Linked DNA regions of Astyanax mexicanus: region 2 is linked to region 1. The links are chromatin contacts, called in public Hi-C maps. All regions are on one chromosome and are shown on one strand. The core of a region is the stretch at or near the end of the contact, and the rest is flanking DNA. Distances in the headings are between cores, read along the strand shown.

The links. A called contact is a pair of places that touch in the nucleus more often than the background predicts.
Region 2: a contact with region 1 is called in a Hi-C map of muscle, with 15 times the contacts expected there. The contact joins the promoter of bmi1a here to the enhancer-like site in region 1. A contact is called at or near these places in 3 of 3 Hi-C or Micro-C datasets (blood and muscle).

The regions. Positions count from the first base shown.
Region 1 is chr1:92,237,132-92,241,329 of AstMex3_surface, forward strand. No RefSeq gene overlaps it. Among protein-coding and RNA genes, the nearest start is that of skida1, 9.6 kb to the right of the region's middle. Within about 2 kb of position 2,115, the one cell type or tissue checked has an H3K27ac peak away from gene starts, as active enhancers do.
Region 2 is chr1:92,361,939-92,366,136 of AstMex3_surface, forward strand. bmi1a (bmi1 polycomb ring finger oncogene 1a) reads left to right here and starts at 2,279. Exons shown (of 10, transcript XM_007254782.4): 1 at 2,279-2,712. It overlaps commd3 (COMM domain containing 3), which reads left to right. Exons shown (of 8, transcript XM_015607249.3): 8 at 741-932.

The sequences.
Region 1 (4,198 bases), core at 865-3,364:
TCAAGTCCAAAGTCAGTGCAGTGTTTTCCCAAAAAATCTTAAAGTATTTCATGCCTCCCTCTGTTGACAGCTTTTATGGAGATTTGGATTTCATTTTCCAGCAGGACCTGATCTTATATAATATTCTAATTTTGTGAGACACTGATTTTTGGGTTTTCATGGACCTTAAGACCATTATCATCAACAATAAAAGAAATAAACGCCTAAAATAGATCGCATGTGTAATACAAATACATATATAATATTTATGGAAATAGCTAGATAGTGAACAAATAATGGACATTTTTGCAACTGATAGTGATTTTGTTTTGATGCCTAAATATTTTACCCGGAATGTTTCTAGTCGGGTATTTACTTTGTCTAGTACTTCCCATGGTCATAAAGGCGCTTTTACTTTAGTAATTATTAAAGCAGTCGGTGCTCAGCACAGCATTACCCCTTATATACCACTATTTCTCCATGAAGAAATGTTTCTGCACGACACGCGAGGATTGTGTAAAATATAAAATATTCGTCACTGTCGAAAAAAACCGACAAGGTACGTTCCTGTAGCAGAAGAGGAGACGAAACTCACTCAAGTAGACCGTTCCTGGGTTTATGATTCGAACCTGTCCTAAAATGCAGCTTTGTACTACAAAGGTAAGGTATAGGCATAGATATAGAGAAACGGAAATCTATTTTCTTATATTTCATTTATTTTATTAGCTGTATAGCATGCATCTGCACCTGAATTCAAACTCTTACTTAACACTAATAAATTCACATATATGTTTGTGCATACCATACCTGTCCGTATGCAGTTTGGGACACAGCCTTTGCTACAAGTTTCCCTTGTCTCTGAAAGTTTACTTTTTCACACACTTTTTCACACCACTTAATCTTGAAACCATTCAAGAGCTTAGAGAAGACTGTTCAGTTTAGAAAGTGAGATTTTTGAGAATATTGAGAGTACGCCTTGAATTGTTCTTTCTCCTCATATGCCGAAAATGCCTCGTTGAAGGCTTGGTAAACAAAACATGCCATAGAATTTGTCTACATGAAATATAAACATACCGTTGCCTTAAGCAGAAAGCATTCCGTACCACTTTGTATTTTATTTTAGGTTGTAGGTTTAGGTTATTTGTGGACTCACCTAATAAATGTATTCCACTTGTAATTTAGGCGTTCACTATAATAAAACATTCGTTATGGTTCGACATTGAGCAAAGAGGCACAGGGGTTTATCCCGCTTCACTACCTGAGCCTCCCCAGGCAGTCTCTAGCTAGAATGTGGGTTATCTCTTGTATGTTTAAACTACAACTAAAAAATGAAGAGTTTTTATATGAAAAAAGCGAATTTAAACCGCCTGTCTGTAAACAATATTTTTCTAGCTTTATTTATTTTATTTGATTACTTTAATCTTTGTAGCGCTTAAAAAATAATACAAACCGCAGAGATTGGTTTACTTGGGTTAAAAACATAATTATAGTGTAAAAAATCCATTGTTGACTCAGATCGAAAAAGGGCGAAGGGTAGTATAAAAGTGAAAATAATTTTAGAGCGGCTTGTCAAGTGGCTTAAGCCGCAGTGTGCAACTAAACCAGTCCACCTTAAATCATGTAGCCCTCCCCTTTAAGAGGAAGCTGCAATATTTTCACTCTTTGCATAGGGGGCGCTACGAGTCCGTGAAATTTCCACCTGGCAGTGCGCCACAATTTCTCTTTACCAAAGAGCTGTCAGTGTCCGCGACTGGCAGTTTATTCTTATTAAAACACCACCACCGTCAACTGAGGTGGTCTTCAGGTCCAGTAGATGACCCAAGAGCCGCCTGACATATTTAAAACATTTTTTGCACCACAAGTTGTCCATTCTGGCCTCACATTTTTCCACGGCTTTGCTCCGCTGACGCCGGGGATCTATTTTCCAATTTCGTTGGGCTTTAAAACACAACCATGAACAGTACTTACCTCCTGTTTGAATGATTTTGAAGGATAAAAACAGGATGTAGAAAAATAAACCACTAAAATTCTGTTTAAAGCCGATAAGGTGTGCATTGGCGCTGTTGGAGTCTTTCCCACAGCCCGTTCTTTGTCCTTGGAAAGGAAAAAACGAAGTGTTTTGGGTTACAGCGGAACCGACAGCGTTGAGCTGTTCGCGAACCGACCTGAACAAACCGCAGAGCTCGAATCAAGTGGTTTGTTTTAAAACAGTTCTTAAATAATAAATCCGAAAACAGTCACATGCCGTTTTTTCACTTGTTTCAATCGAACACCGACGGAGCCAAAAGGCCAATTTAAATATAATATTCCGATTATAAAGCTGTTTTTTGCACATTTTTAAAGTTTATAACGTCGTATTCAGCATTCTATAGAAGCAATTTTGAATCCGTTTTGAGCGAAGGCCAAAAAGAGAAGGCATAAAATAGCAATAGCAGATATTCGCATTCGCCTTGCAATTATTTCCAACCCGCCTCAGATTTTCTTGTCTTCTAAACAACATTTGCTCTAATTTAGCGAGAAGCAAATTCCTAATGCGTTTTCTTTTGTCTGTTTTGGTTCAGTATGTGGTTTTCATTATTTACATTGCTTAGCGGTAACTAAAGACTGTTTTTATCCCCTCTTCACTTTTTTGGACGCAGTTATCTCCAGTTTGGCTTGTTAAAACCCAAGGTATGTTTTATATTCTCTAGGAATATCTTTAAAAAACCCTCCTAAAACAAATCTAAATTGAAAAAATAAAAATAGATTATAATAGTGTGTGTTGAAACATACACTTACTTTTCTAACGAACAAAAAATCACTTTCAAGGTTCATCAGTTTTGATCAATTATACAAATATAAAAAACGTGGAAACCAGTGGTTTTTAATGGTTGACAGACGTAGTACTAAAGTAGTATTAAGTGTGACTATGTAAAAAATGTTGATGGAGTTGTGTTTCCCTGAGATTTTTTATAACTGGTTTGCTTCTCTGGTTTAGCTGGTGTATGACTTGTTCATTCAATGACATTTGTTTCCTCGCTCCATTTCTGTTTTTCTATTTATTTATCTTTTGTTATGTGCGTGACTGCATCTTGACTACATTGTGGTTGACCACATCTCTCAAGTTAAACTTAAGTGATTCAGAAAGAGAGGAATAAAGCCCCATGCACTTTTTATTCTAGTGCAGTTTCAGATGAAGTAGAAATACTACTTTTAGTTCTAGATGTTTTTATAAAGGTACTTTTTACTGCAGTCGTTGCTACGCTACATTTTCACTGAACACTTTTCAGACCATTCTGACAGGTAAGTTTATAAATGGGCAGTGCTTCCTTTAAGTCTGCGTTTTTTATTGGTTTATTGGTGATTTTGGCCAGGGAGAAAAACATGGTCACCTGTTTTAAACACGGATATTTTAGTTTTAACAAAATTTTACATCAGCAGACTTTCTTTACTTTAGATATAGTTTAACCCATAAAGTGGTTAGTGTAAATGACACGTGAATGGGCAATTGGCTCTGTTGGTACAGTTTGCCAGTATACCAAATGTGCATCATCTATACGGGGAGAACTTCCCTCGATTTTCGTCACTGTAAATTACAATTTATCCTGCTTAAAATAAATCAGTTATGCACAGGAATGTGCGATTGTCCAAGCTGAACGACTGTACAAAACCACCTTTTGAAGAAAACGTCTTTCTTGGACGAATTCAAGGCTCTCTGATGTGTGATTTAAATTGAGCCATCCCTTATTTATCTGTATGCTTATTGAAAGTATGTTACTGACACCTGCATCAGTATATCTTAATTATCATCTTATGTCATTTATTTATTTTATAGTAAATGTACAGGTCTGATGCCTTACAGTCTGTGAAGTTGTGCTAAAGGTCAGAAGTATTTTGATCGTTTACACTTAAAACAATAAAGCTTCTTTAAAGAGACTTTTTTGGGTAAATGAGATGTGCAAGTGTGCAGAACTTTAAAGAGCCCAAATGCAATGTACTCATACAAACTAGTTTATTTTCCTTGATACTCCGCATCCACACTAAGAAAAAATATATATGATTCGTTTGTTTTGTGTTGGGCTAATTTTGGTTCTGTTCACTTTGTATTGAACTGTAGAAACATTGACTATAGGTCGCCCGTTTGGTCATTATTGGTGGATGGGTATGTAGGGGGGGGGGGGGGGGGGGCTGGTCTGTGAAAGAGAGAGAGGGGCATTTTCCCCTCTATTTGAGGACAAAA
Region 2 (4,198 bases), core at 1,029-3,528, 120 kb after region 1:
CTCTACATCGGCTTAAGTAAAGCATAAGTTAACACTGCCATCGAACGGTATACTTTTAAGGCTGACTGCTGCGAATTGACTGCTGCCATACAGTCCAATAAACCCCCCACAAATATAAGATACGCGTTTTGTGAAATGTTTGTTTTATGAACTTTTGTTATATGACTGTTGAAGCTATTAAATATTTTGTACGGAGTACACAGTGTGGACAAGGTTATTTCACCAGCATCTCGAAAGCAAATCCGAAACGGGGGTGAATTAAGCTAAATTGATATCAAAACTTTATAAATGTGTTCTTAATGGCTTGTTATACACACTTTTCACAAGCTACGTGATTTTACAACAACTAACGTTGGTTCTTAAAATGTATTTGATAATGCTGTTTAGAAAATTGTTTAAAAGTTTTTTTTTCTATTGCATCATCGTAATGCAAAACGTAACGAATCCGTGATGAGTGCCCTATAGAAACAGTTACACGGGAGAACTTCAAACGAGATTGTTCAAACAAGCTGAAACTCATTTTTTACGTATCTGTACAGCAACTTTTGCCTTGACATATCTATTTAACTGTTTTGTTTGTTAGGAGAAACAAAAATGCAAGGTAGAAAGCAGGCTACTTAAATTGTTTGTTGTCGGTGTCAATCCATGTTGAATAGTGATTTGCTATGATTTACTTGACATAATATGTGAGAGATAGGTATCCTGAGAGTTAACTTTATTGTGATTTCAACGTCGTTTAGGATTTAGTGGGAAAGTTGAAGGACGCAGCGAAGAGCGTGGAGAGGGCCACCCAACTGTAAGCCCTTCACCCCGGCGGGGACGCCCCCTCCCCACTCTTCGGTCCCAGCGGAGATGGCATGAAGGGCTTGGGATTTTCACTTCTGCTCTTTAAATGTTTGTGTTTTCATATAAAATAAAACAAAATAAACAATTGTCTTTGTGTTGTTATTTGTGAAAACAATGTGAAAGAAAGTGTGCGTGATTGCAATAAATGTATGTATGTAAATGTATTAATGGGTGCGTAATACTGTACGTCATGTTTTAAGAACCGACTTCTTATAAGGTCTGCGGACTGTATTGGGCTCTATTGAAGGTTTCAAAACAGGCTGAATGTCTAGATCGGAACAGACGTGCGCGAGAATCAGTGAAGACTGATATACAAAAAAACTGTTGATTCAATGAGAATATTTCTATGAAAGCAGTTACAATATCAAATAAGCAGAGAATATGTGTGTGAGTGGTGACGTTATAAAGTTTAGTAGATAAAAAAACAAAACAACGGCCAGTGGTATCACTTGTTCGGTGATCGCTTTACGCATAATATATAATTTAATACATGAAAACGGGTTGTCATGGGGAGTGTCAGCGCTTCATACGCAACATCTCCACGTCTACATGAGTTTTTAACGAGGGACAAACGCAAACTTCCGAGTGCTACCTAACAATTTGCAATGGTAATGGTTCTACTTAGAACTCACAGAGCCACAGAACACTTTAAGGGGTTCCGATGCTGGCTGTACAGTATAGTTCTTTAAAAAAAAAACAAAGATTGAGAATTCATTTATGGAGCACCTAAATAACTCCGGCATTGTTACCCCAAATACCGTCATTGAACTAGACACCCCTAAAGAGCTCTTAACGGTTTCTATAGTAACGGTAACGGTTTTATATGGAACCATGCCAGTCTCATTTGATCTTCAAAATGTTCTATGACGATTAATCTATTTTATATTTTGTTCTTCAATGGTAGCATCCACAGGACTATTGGTATTGCTATTGTCACGTTATATAACATTTTAAAGCTGTTTACGGTTTCTTTATTAACAGCAAGGTTCCACGTAGAACCTCGGCAGTTCTATTTAAATTTAAAATTGAGTTTTAAAAAAAGGGTTCTCCTCTGGATAGTCTCTAACACACCGTTTCTTTAAAAAAAAGGTTCTATGTAGAATCAAAAAGACCTCGCATTGATACAAATAAAATAAAAAAATTTGATAAAGGTCTTTGATAAAAAAAATATTTTTGACAGTGTAGGGAAGAAACAAAAATACATCGACAAACAAATACAAGCTTAGTAGAAGGCAGACATTGGTATATATCGCAAACAATAATTTTACTAATCATAAACCCCTACGTAAGAATTGTATCGCGCATGCATTTCTCAGTCGGCGCTGACGTTTTCCATCCAATTTCTTGGTGCCCCAATACACCGACACATATTCCCAGGCCGCCCTTAAGGAGCGGCACCACGTGATGCGCGGGGCGGGCGGACTGCAAGCCATTTTGGGGGACGGTGTCAGTTTGCACCGAGACATCAGCGCCGAGACCGTAGAGGGGGGAATCTGGCCGCGAGAAAAACGGCCGTCTTCCATACCGCTCTGTTCTACGCGCTCAAGCTCGAGACCTGAACCACTGCGAGCTTTTTCCACAGGGGGACAAAGGCGCGGGCCCGGTGTAAGGCAGCACGAGGCGTTCTCTGGATTCCTGTTATTCTGAAATGCGCCGTTGCTGCTCTTATTGCGATTGACAGCGTCTGCAGCAGTTCCGTTTTCAAGATGGCCGCTCGGCTTGCACTCGTTTGCTGCTGATCGACTTTTCTCCCCCTCCTCCTCTTCTCCTCCTCCTCTTCCCCTCCCTCCTTCCCTCCCTCCCTTCTGCAACTTTCGTGGTCTAAAAACTCGCCTCGCTCTCCAGGATCCGCGGCGCAGTTGCCAGGTGTGTGTCCTTTCTGTTGTTGTTTTTGCGCCGTACAGTCGTGTCCGTTTCTGTCCGCGTGCTGTAGGACTCGGGGAGCGCGGCTTTTAACGCATTGTGTTTGTGTGTATGCGCGTGTGCGCTTTAAGCACGAGTGTGTGTTCCGCACGGCGATGGAGACTATGGATTGTGATTTGTTTCATATCGCACTGTTTTTGTTCTTTCTGTTTGTGGTAAAGTCGTCTCGCGCTGATTTTTGCGTGATTGGGTTGCACTGACACGTTGTTATCGTGCTGGTCAGATCGGGTCAAATGTGAGCGAAAGCTACTGATCAAATGTATATTGTGCTTATTCCTTGATTATTGTGTTTCCCCATTTTATAGATGTGAAATCTTTTAAGTGTTCCGAAGTCGGCGGTGTGTGTATAGCGCGGAAAGAACACGTTTTTCGTGTTAGATTAACTTAAATTCAGCTGCAGGGCTGCTGGACGGGCGCTCAAGCGAAAGTGCTCGTTTATTTGTTTAGATCCGTGGTGACGTTAAAAATACGAATAGCTAATTAGTCATGTATGTTAAATATGTAGGTGATGTTCATTTTAGTGTGCGTGCTTTGGGGGCTGTAGGAGTTTGATGTTTGATAAGGTTGTCAATATCAGCAGCACGTGCGTGAGGTTTCATGTGCTCTCTCAGTGCACCTTGTTTACTTTTGAGACTTTCTCATTGTGGTCATTTGTTGGGTCGGTTAGTGGGCATTCATTAGTATTTAATGTTTTAATGTTCATGTTCACCTTTAGTCCTTGTCTACGTGTCTTCATTTGTGGGTATGATGAGTTAACAAGCTGTTGTTGTTTACCTAATTGATCCATTCAGTAACTTAATCTAATGGACCTGTATTTTCTTTCGCTGACAAACTTCTAAAGAAAGTGATGGGCTGGTCATAGACCCTAGTGATTTTATTTTTCATATTGTATTTGTTCAATTCGGGTTCGGGTCCGATTTGCCGTGGCCTGGTGACAAAGTATGGTTAAACCGCATCTGAAAACACCTTTTATGTATCTTGTACTTTTAAAACGTTAAATCTGCCGACAGGTGTTAATTCCCTCCTCCAGTGGTCGTGTGTACCTCATTGCCTTGCCTGGCTTTTTACAGATGCCTCACGATTAAAGATGTATATTTACATTGTACAAAAGAGCACATGATAACTAGTTATGTGCATCTCTGAATTGCTTGTTTTTCCAGCCTTAGGCCCAAGCAGTGTGAAAAACTAATGCAAACTGCTTGCGTGCACCCGCTTACACATCATTTTATCATTAGGATGGGCGTTGTGGGGGTAAACCTGTTGTTTGAACCACAACCCGTCGGCTTACCTTCAGTGTAATAAACACGTAACTGAACACATCTTTTTTTTAAATCTTCATATACTGACTTTTGAGGCTTATATATGAACAGGGAGGAGGATATTGGCACTGCTCTGGGCTACCTGACTCAAGTCTTGTAAGCAGGGCGCT